Linked DNA regions of Pan troglodytes: region 1 is linked to region 2. A link is a contact called in public Hi-C data. All regions are on one chromosome and are shown on one strand. Each heading gives the region's core, a stretch centred on a gene start, on an enhancer-like site or on the middle of the called end of the contact. The rest is flanking DNA. Distances are from core to core; before and after follow the strand shown.

Evidence for each region. Hi-C and Micro-C count contacts between places; a contact is called where the count stands out from the background.
Region 1: a Hi-C map of induced pluripotent stem cells shows a contact between it and region 2, with 2.0 times the contacts expected there. The contact joins two enhancer-like sites. A contact is called at or near these places in 3 of 7 Hi-C or Micro-C datasets (induced pluripotent stem cells and stem cell-derived neural progenitor cells).

Annotation. Positions count from the first base shown.
Region 1 is chr23:27,222,980-27,227,160 of NHGRI_mPanTro3-v2.0_pri, reverse strand. KIAA1671 reads right to left here. Exons shown (of 13, transcript XM_054675950.2): 8 at 2,331-2,580. Among named protein-coding and RNA genes, the nearest start is that of CRYBB3, 23 kb to the left of the region's middle. Within about 2 kb of position 1,625, at least 1 of the 24 cell types and tissues checked has an H3K27ac peak or open chromatin away from gene starts, as enhancers often do. A contact at or near this core is called in induced pluripotent stem cells, where this site is marked.
Region 2 is chr23:27,131,997-27,136,013 of NHGRI_mPanTro3-v2.0_pri, reverse strand. All of the region lies in intron 6 of KIAA1671, which reads right to left. Among named protein-coding and RNA genes, the nearest start is that of CRYBB3, 110 kb to the left of the region's middle. Within about 2 kb of position 1,588, at least 5 of the 24 cell types and tissues checked have an H3K27ac peak or open chromatin away from gene starts, as enhancers often do. A contact at or near this core is called in induced pluripotent stem cells, where this site is marked.

The sequences.
Region 1 (4,181 bases), core at 376-2,875, 91 kb before region 2:
GGCATCCCTGAAGACTCACACTCTGAGCTGCGACAGGTGGGGGGTTGGTGAGGGCTGCCAAGTCACTACTATCCCCAGTGAAAGGGTGGGGAGCACAGACCATCTGGGTGGGCCCCAGTAAGGAGATGGGAAGTGCCTGGCTCAGAATTCTCCTGGGAGACAGCAGTGAAGTGCTCAGAGCTGGGGTTCAAACTCTGCTGGGTTCGAATCCTGGCTATGTGACCTTGGGCAATGAGCTTCACTTCTCTGAGCTTGGGTGTCCCTATTTATAAAAAGGAGATAAACAGAGTGCCTCCTTCCTACAGTGGCTGAGAGAACTCCCTGTGCTCAGGTGTGGAAAGCCCTTGTTTCAGTCAGAGCCTGACCACGGCTCACAGCCAAGAGCTCTTTCCGGCAAGCTCACGTTCTTACATGAAATGTTGGTTTCTTCCACCTAGGTCCACTTTGGAGAAATTCCATCACCCAAGGCCTTCTAAGTCAGTGATGACAGGCTAATTTCAATGAATCATTTCCCAACAATGGTAAGTAACAAAAGTCCCAATGGGGTGGTGGAAGGAGCTGATCATAGCTACTTCCCAAACCAGCCACAGTGGTATCTTGTGAGGAGACTTGCACGGGACCAGCGAAAGAGGGGGAAAGACAGAAATCAGAAAGTGCCTGCTGCACCTAGAGGCAGGCTTGCTTCTCCGGCCACTTAACAGAGCCAGGTTTTCAGAGTCCAAGAGAGCAGGACAGAATCACGCTGACAGAGGGGCTGGCTTGGAGGGGAAGATGGTGCCACCCTTGCATCCTCAGCCTGGTACAGAGACTGGATTCCTTAGTGCCCCGCCTCCGCCTCCCCATTTGGCCTCCAAACCGTCCCCACAGGAGACCTAAATCATGGTTGGCACCATACGTAAACCTCAGTATCCCCACAGGAGACCCAAATCGTGGTGGGCATCACACATAAACCTCAGTATAATTTCAGTAAGCGTTAGACCTATGCTTAGGGACACCAGCATTTAGAGTCACTCCATGGCCACTTTGATTTGCGAATTTGCAAAATGGGCAGGCAGTTTTGCCTCTGGGGTTATTAACATGTGCCTGGGCCAGTGGTCAACACTCACTGACTGTTGTTTATAATGGACATCAAGAAGGAACCACTTAGCGTTCTAGCAGGAAAGTTCATGATGCAGTGACATGATGCTGGTATGTAAGGCACACAGCAAGATCTCAATACATGTCTGTTGAGTGAATAACTGAATATATCACCCAACTAAATCCTGATGACACCCAGGGAGGTGGGCATGGCCATGGTTATATAATGGGGTTCCCCAATCAAGACTCAACTTGTGTCTTTCTTTGTCTCTGCCCTGATCTAGAGGTGCCAGCGAGAGACCTTGGCCATATACTGAAGGAGAATCCTCTTTGAAGCCCTAAAGGAAGCCCTTTTTCTAAAGCAGCGGTGTTCCTCCTCTGGGGAAATGTGGGTAGCCATGCCCAAGTGTGTAGGTGGGAGGCTTTACTGCGAGGAGAGAGGGTCCCTTTCACATTTTGCAGACGTTCCATCCCCCAGAGAGTGGGCAGGTAGCCCTATTGTTATGCGAGGAGAATAATGACATCACTCCTGGGTTTCAAGGGTTGAAAAGGAAGACCTGCCTGACCCCTGGAGGTGGGGCTCCCAGGGGAAAGGAGGATAAGTTCTGGTCTGGAAGATGCTAGAGCAGGAGACCGTTTGACCTGCTATGCTGGGGCAGCTGACATCCTGGCTGTGCTTGGGACCTGAAAGAGCTGAGTGCTAGGGGCTGTCCCCTGGGACCTCCATGAAAGGTGCCCATGCCTGAGGGGACTTTCTGTCCTGGAAGAGCCACTACAGAGACAGTCGGATCCCCTGATACCAGGGACACTGTTGTACCAAGCAAGACCTTAGTGAGAACGTTCAGCAGAATCATTCTGAGCAAACTCCAGGCTCTTCATGCTTGCAACTATAAACCTCAGGGTTACTGCCCAGGGGTAAGTGGTCAGACTCCCTGCTTACCTGGCAGGTGAGGGCTTAGATCAGTTTTAATTTGAATGCATGCAATTGTATTTGAGGCTGTGGAGCTGTTGATGCTGGTTACAAGTGGATAAGGAAGCTGAGGCTCAGAGAGGTGAAGACATTTGCCCCAAGACACACAGCAGGTGTATGGCAGGTCCAAGATACATGCATAAGTGAGTCCCATTTCAAAGACAGTGCCCTCCGTACCCACTCCAAGGGTCCCTGGCACACAGATCCTACACCTGAAGTGGCAATTCACAGAGACAGGCTGGAATTTCCATTTAAGAAGAAATGCTCCTGGCCACTGACTTACATCAATGAAGGAGAAGTCATCTACTCTCTTTTCAGGGCAGGCGTCCGGTGGAGGCGGCCCCTCCATCCCATCGGTGGATTCCAGGTCAGTGCTGGAGTGGTCCACGCTGGTGCTCCGCTGGTCCCTGGAGCAGTCATACTGGTCCCCTGCCGAGGTGGGCTCCGTTTGGGAGGACAGAGAAGACAAACGGCTGCTGGGGGGCTGTTTCCTTGTCGATGTGGCACTGCTATCTGGGGACTCAGTGGCCAAGCTGCCAAAAAAGGGAATGAAGGGAGACATGGTTATGGAGAACGTTTCAGAGAACGGGATTTCAAGTGAAGGATGCTGCAGGCAGCATAGCTTGGGGTATGTTTTATAAGCCAAGTAACAACAGACAGAACATCCCAGCAGAAGACCCTCTTTGGAAACAGCACAAGATGTGCCAGCGAGGTGCTGTTTAAGGCACTTCCTGGAACACCTGGCCAGGTGCAGAATGGGAGGGGTCAGGCCTGTGCCACTCAAGATCCTTTAGCCCTGCGCTGTCCTGGACGGAAGCTGCTTATCACAGGTGGTTGTTGGGTCCTTGCAATGGAGCAAGTGACAGAGCTGAGATATGCCGTGAGCATCTTACACACTGGATTTCCTATACCTTACACACTGGATTTCCAATACTTTGAATAGAAAAAAAAGAATGTAAACTGCCTCGCTAATAACTTTTCATGTTAATTACATGTGGAAATGATAGTATTTTGGATCCCTTGGTTCTGATAAAATACATCCCCAAATTGAATTTCACTTGTTTCTTTTTATTCTTTTGGTGTAGCTACCAGGACATTTTAAATTACATATATGTCTTGCATTTGCAGCTTACATTATAATTCTTTTTTATTTATAATCGATACATAGTAATTACACGTTTCTGGGGTACAGAGTGGTGTTTCAATACATGTATATATTGCATCAGGATCAAATCATGATGTTGTATTTCTGCTGGGCAGTGCTGATGTAGATCAAATTGTTATCAGCATGGAAGAGCAGGTGGTGGGACCTGCATTATTTCATTCACTTATTCATTCAGTCATTTAATAAAAATCTACTGAGCACTTACTATGTGCCAAGCATTGTGCTAAAAAATGTGTCATTCAGTCCTCTCCAATAATCCTATGAGGATTAGCCTATAACTGCCACAATCCTACAAGTTAGGGTTGGTGACATGGTTTGGATTTGTGTCCCCAACTAAATCTCATGTCGAATTGGAGGAATGGCCTGGTGGGGGGAAGTGATTGGATAATGGGGGCAGATGTCCTCCTTGCTGTTCTCATGATAGTGAGTGAGCTCTCACAAGATCTGATGGTTTAAAAGTGTGTGGCACCTTCCCCTTCTCTCTCTCCTGCTGCCAGGTAGGACGTGCCTTGCTTCCCCTTCACCTTCCGCCATGATTGTAAGTTTCCTGAGGCTTCCCCAGCCCTGCAGAACTGTGAGTCAATTAAACCTCTTTCCTTTACAAATTACCCAGTCTCAGGTAGTTCTGTATAGCAGTGTGAAAACAGACTAATATAATTGGCCTTATGAACTTAAGTATTCTTATTCACCTTGTTAAAGGTGAGGAAACTGAGGCATAGAGATGTAAATTAGCTTGTCCCCAGCAACAGGACTGGGATTGAGCCCAGGCAGTCTGACTCCAGCGTCCATGTCCTTGGCTCTCTCCTACTTCTGAAATCTCTTCCTATGATAATATAATCAGGTGTCACTTGGGTCATTGGAATAATGTAAGATAGAAAATTTACAGATAATTCAAGTCATTAAAAACCTCCTGCCCTGCCTCCATCCACATATTAAAAAGAACACCTAAGCCAATAGCCTAGCAAAGCC
Region 2 (4,017 bases), core at 339-2,838:
CACGTCCCTCCTACAGAGCCGCAGGACGGACAGGGGGTTATGGGGGGGGGTAGTGGGGGCCCCTCAGCACACTGGGAGAGAGAAACTGCTGGAAATATACACCAGAGGGAGGGTTTGGTGAGTGAGGTGATTCAGACATCTCAGTGAGGATTTTTAAGAACTCAAGGAATATTCTAAGTTCAGAGGAGGAAGAGAAAAAGATCAGCCCACGTCTTCTGACTGTGGCATACTCAACACCAAACTGCCAGCAGCAGTGTTGGTTCCCCTTGGCTCCTCTGCCCTCCCAGGCCAAATGCCTGCCAGGAAAACAATGGCTTTGAATCGGCTGCTGAGAGGACTGAGAAAAGCGTCCACATGAAGTCCCTGGCACAGTGCCCAGCACAGAGTAGGTGCTCAGTGAATGTCACCCGGGCACATCTGATTTACTGCAAGATGCAGTGGTTTTGAATGTGGCTACACATTCTCTGCCACTCCTGCCACTGAGAAGGGGGTCCATGTCCCTTCCCCTTGTCACTGCATGGCCCAGCAGAGAACAGAAGTGACGCTATGTAAGTCCTGTGGCTGCAGCCATCATAAAGGGAAGTGTGGCGTTTGCCTTCTTTGCCACAACACTCACTTCCAGAGCCCTAAGCTGCCATGTTGTGAGGAAGCCCAGGCCACCAGGAGTGGCCGTGTTTCAGTGCTCTGGTTGACAGTCCCAGGGAAGCCTGGTTTTTGAACCATCACGTGTGCCAAACACATGGGTGAAGAAGACTGTAGATGGTTCTATCACTCAACTGTTCGAGGCTCCCAGCTGACACTCCAGACAGGCAGTAGCCACTCTCACTGAGCCCTGCCTAATTTCTGACCCACAGGATCCATGGACGTAATGAACAGTGGTTGGTTTGCACTGCTGTTTTGGAGTCGTTTGTTATGGCAACTGATAACTGGCCTGGAGGCATTTCTTCAACAGGTCCCTGCCCTGCACACCCTGCAGAATCTGGGAGGATCAGATAAACCAGAAACCATAAAATACCTTTCATACATTGTCAATTTTTTTTTTTTTTTTTTTTTGAGATAGAGTCTTGCTCTGTCGCTGAGCAAGTGCTTTGGCGCAATCTCCACCTCCCGATGCAAGCGATTCTCCTGCCTCAGCCTCCTGAGTAGCTGGGATTACAGGCGTGCGCCAACATGCCTGGCTAATTTTTGTATTTTTAGTAGAGATGAGGTGTCACCATGTTGGCCAGGTGGTTTCGAACTCCTAACCTCGGTGATCCGCCCGCCTCCGCCTCCCAAAGTGCTGGGATTACAGACGTAAGCCACTGTCAAGTTCTATACACACAGGAGCCACTGGCATTATCTCTCAGGACACAGAGGGGGCTCTGCAGCCTTCCTGACCACACTAAACTTGGCAAACCATAACTAAGACTGCCACTCCCATCAGTTAGGCTGGGAGACTCTGCAGACTACTGGGACTGACCTGCACTCACGTGGCAGGCCGCTGCTTTGTCCTCAAGACAAGACTTAGGTCATCCCTCCAGGAGGAATGAACTGGAGGACAAAGGCGGCTTTCACTGGGCCCAGGCTGCTCTCGGCAAATAGGGGCGGTCAGGGCAGAGCTGGAAGGGGGCGGCCCCAGGCACTCCCCCCTGGGCAGGTAGCCAAACAGGCCAGGTGGGGCCCAGGCAAGCTGGGGCAGCAGGGGGTCTGGCAAAGGGCTTTCTTCCCTGCTATCTGGGTCTTTTCCAATCTAGGCCTTAACAGGGAGAGGGCAGAGTAAAATGAGGCATGAGGACAGCTTGGTAAATTCAATAGAATGTGGAAAAGGTATCCCTAGGATTAAGGTCAAATTAAAAACATAAACTAACACAGTGCAGGCTCCAGAGTAAGACAGGCTGGGATCAAATCTTGGCTCCACTGTTGACCAGCTGTGTGATCTTCTGCAAGTGAGTTAACCTCTCTGAGCCTTGTTTTCCTTATCTGTAAAATGCATATAATAACAGTGCCTCCCTTCTAGGACTGTCGTGAGGATAAAAAGAAACATTCTAAAGTGCTTTTCCTAGTACCTGGCTGTTATGGACTGAAATATATTCCCCCCAAATTCACATATTGAAGCCCTAACCCCCTAGTACATCAAAGGTGACTATTATTTGAAAATAGGGCCTGTAAAGTTGTGATTAGGTTTAAAATAAGGGTGTTAGGTTGGGCTCTAATCCAATCTGACTGTTAACGTCATTAGAGGAAATCTGGAAACGCAGACAGGAGCCCACACACGCAGAGGGAAGATGGTGTAAGGACACAGAGAGAAAGTGGTTATCTGCAAGCCAAGGAGAGAGACCTCAGGAGAAACCACACCTGCCAACACCTTGATCTTGGACTTGTAAACTCCAGAACTGTGAGAAAATACATTTCTTCTGTTTAAGCCATTCAGAAGTCTCTGGTTTTTTAATATGGCAGCCCTGGAAAACTAATACACCAGCACATAGGAGGAGCAAAATAAAAATCTCTGATTACGATATTATTACATTTATATTACAGCAACAAAATATTAGGTCAACATGAACATGCCTATATTTTATTAATATAAATGTTTGATACAAAATATTAAAACAATATGAAACACCTGCAGTTGTATGTCCCTGCCTCAGAATTTCTATATAAAATATCAGGTGTTTTTTGTTTTTTTGTTTTTTAGAGAGACAGAGTCTTGCTCTGTCACCCAGGCTGGAGTGCAGTGGCACAACCATAGCTCACTACAGCCTCCAACTCCTGGGTTCAAGTGATCCTCCTGCCTAGCCTCTTGAGTAGCTGAGACTTGAAAGCATGCACCTCCACGCCCAGCTAATTTTTAAATTTTCTGTTGAGACAGGGTCTTGCTATGTTACCCAGGCTGGTCTCCAACTCCTGGGTTCAAGTGATCCTCCCACCTGGGCCTCCCAAGGTTCTGAGATTACAGGCATGAGCCACCAGGCCTGGCCAACATCAGGTTTTCTTAAACTGTAATAATTCAGACCAAATTCCTTGACAACCTTGTCATCCATGCATTACTGAACCACTGAAATGGTTACATTGTGTCCTCTGGGCTCCAATCACAGTGATAAAATCAATGACACCCTCAAATCTCCCACTTCTTCCAGAGGTGCCTGGCCTCTGCGCATTGTGGTTCAGCCTCTTGGATGCCCATCTTCTCTTGTCCTACTCAGGTGTTAAGACCCAGCTCAGGCCTAGTTCAGGGTAGGCACTCAATACACGTGCACGGCAAGCCAACTATGAGATAAGTTAATGCATTTCAACAAAGAAGATGCTGGGCCCAGAGGGGCCGGTGGCTGGCACAAGGTCACAGTATCCTGGCTCCACACTCATCAACTCTGTCTCAAACACAGAAACCACATGTCCACTCAGCTTGAAACCCCCAAATCTGAGTCCTTTTTCAGCTCTGGAAAATCCATTTGCCTACCAGCAGCAAACAGTGCGGGTAGAGGGCACGGAGAGGGCATCAACCTGCATCAAGCCTTCCATAGCTCACTGTAGCTTCCAACTCCTGGGCTTAGGTGATCCTCCTGCCTCAGCCTCCCCAGTAGCTGGAACTATAGACATGCACTACCCAGCGGGGTAATTTTTACATTTTTTGTAGAGATGGAGTCTTGCTATGTTGCCCAGGCTGGTCTGGAACTCCAAGGCCTCAAATGATCCTCCCATCTCCTTCCTTCTTTTACACTCCACACTATTCTCTCCTGATGTTGGACTTTCCAGAGGCTCTGTGCAACCTTTGGACAAGTCAGGTTTTGCTCAGTGTCCTCATTTGCAAAATTTGGACAGTCAGAACCCCTGCCTCACTGGCTGTTGAGACAGCCACACACACTCAGGTGTGAAAGTGTGTAGCTCTGCACGTGCTTAAAAAAAAAAGCAGCTGCCCATCAAAGTGATTTGTTAGAACAGGGGTGCCCTCTAGTGCCTCAATCGAGAAGTCATTCCACCCTCGAGGCAGCCAGCAACTTCTACACTGTGGGTTCAATTCCTCCCTTGGATATGTGCAAA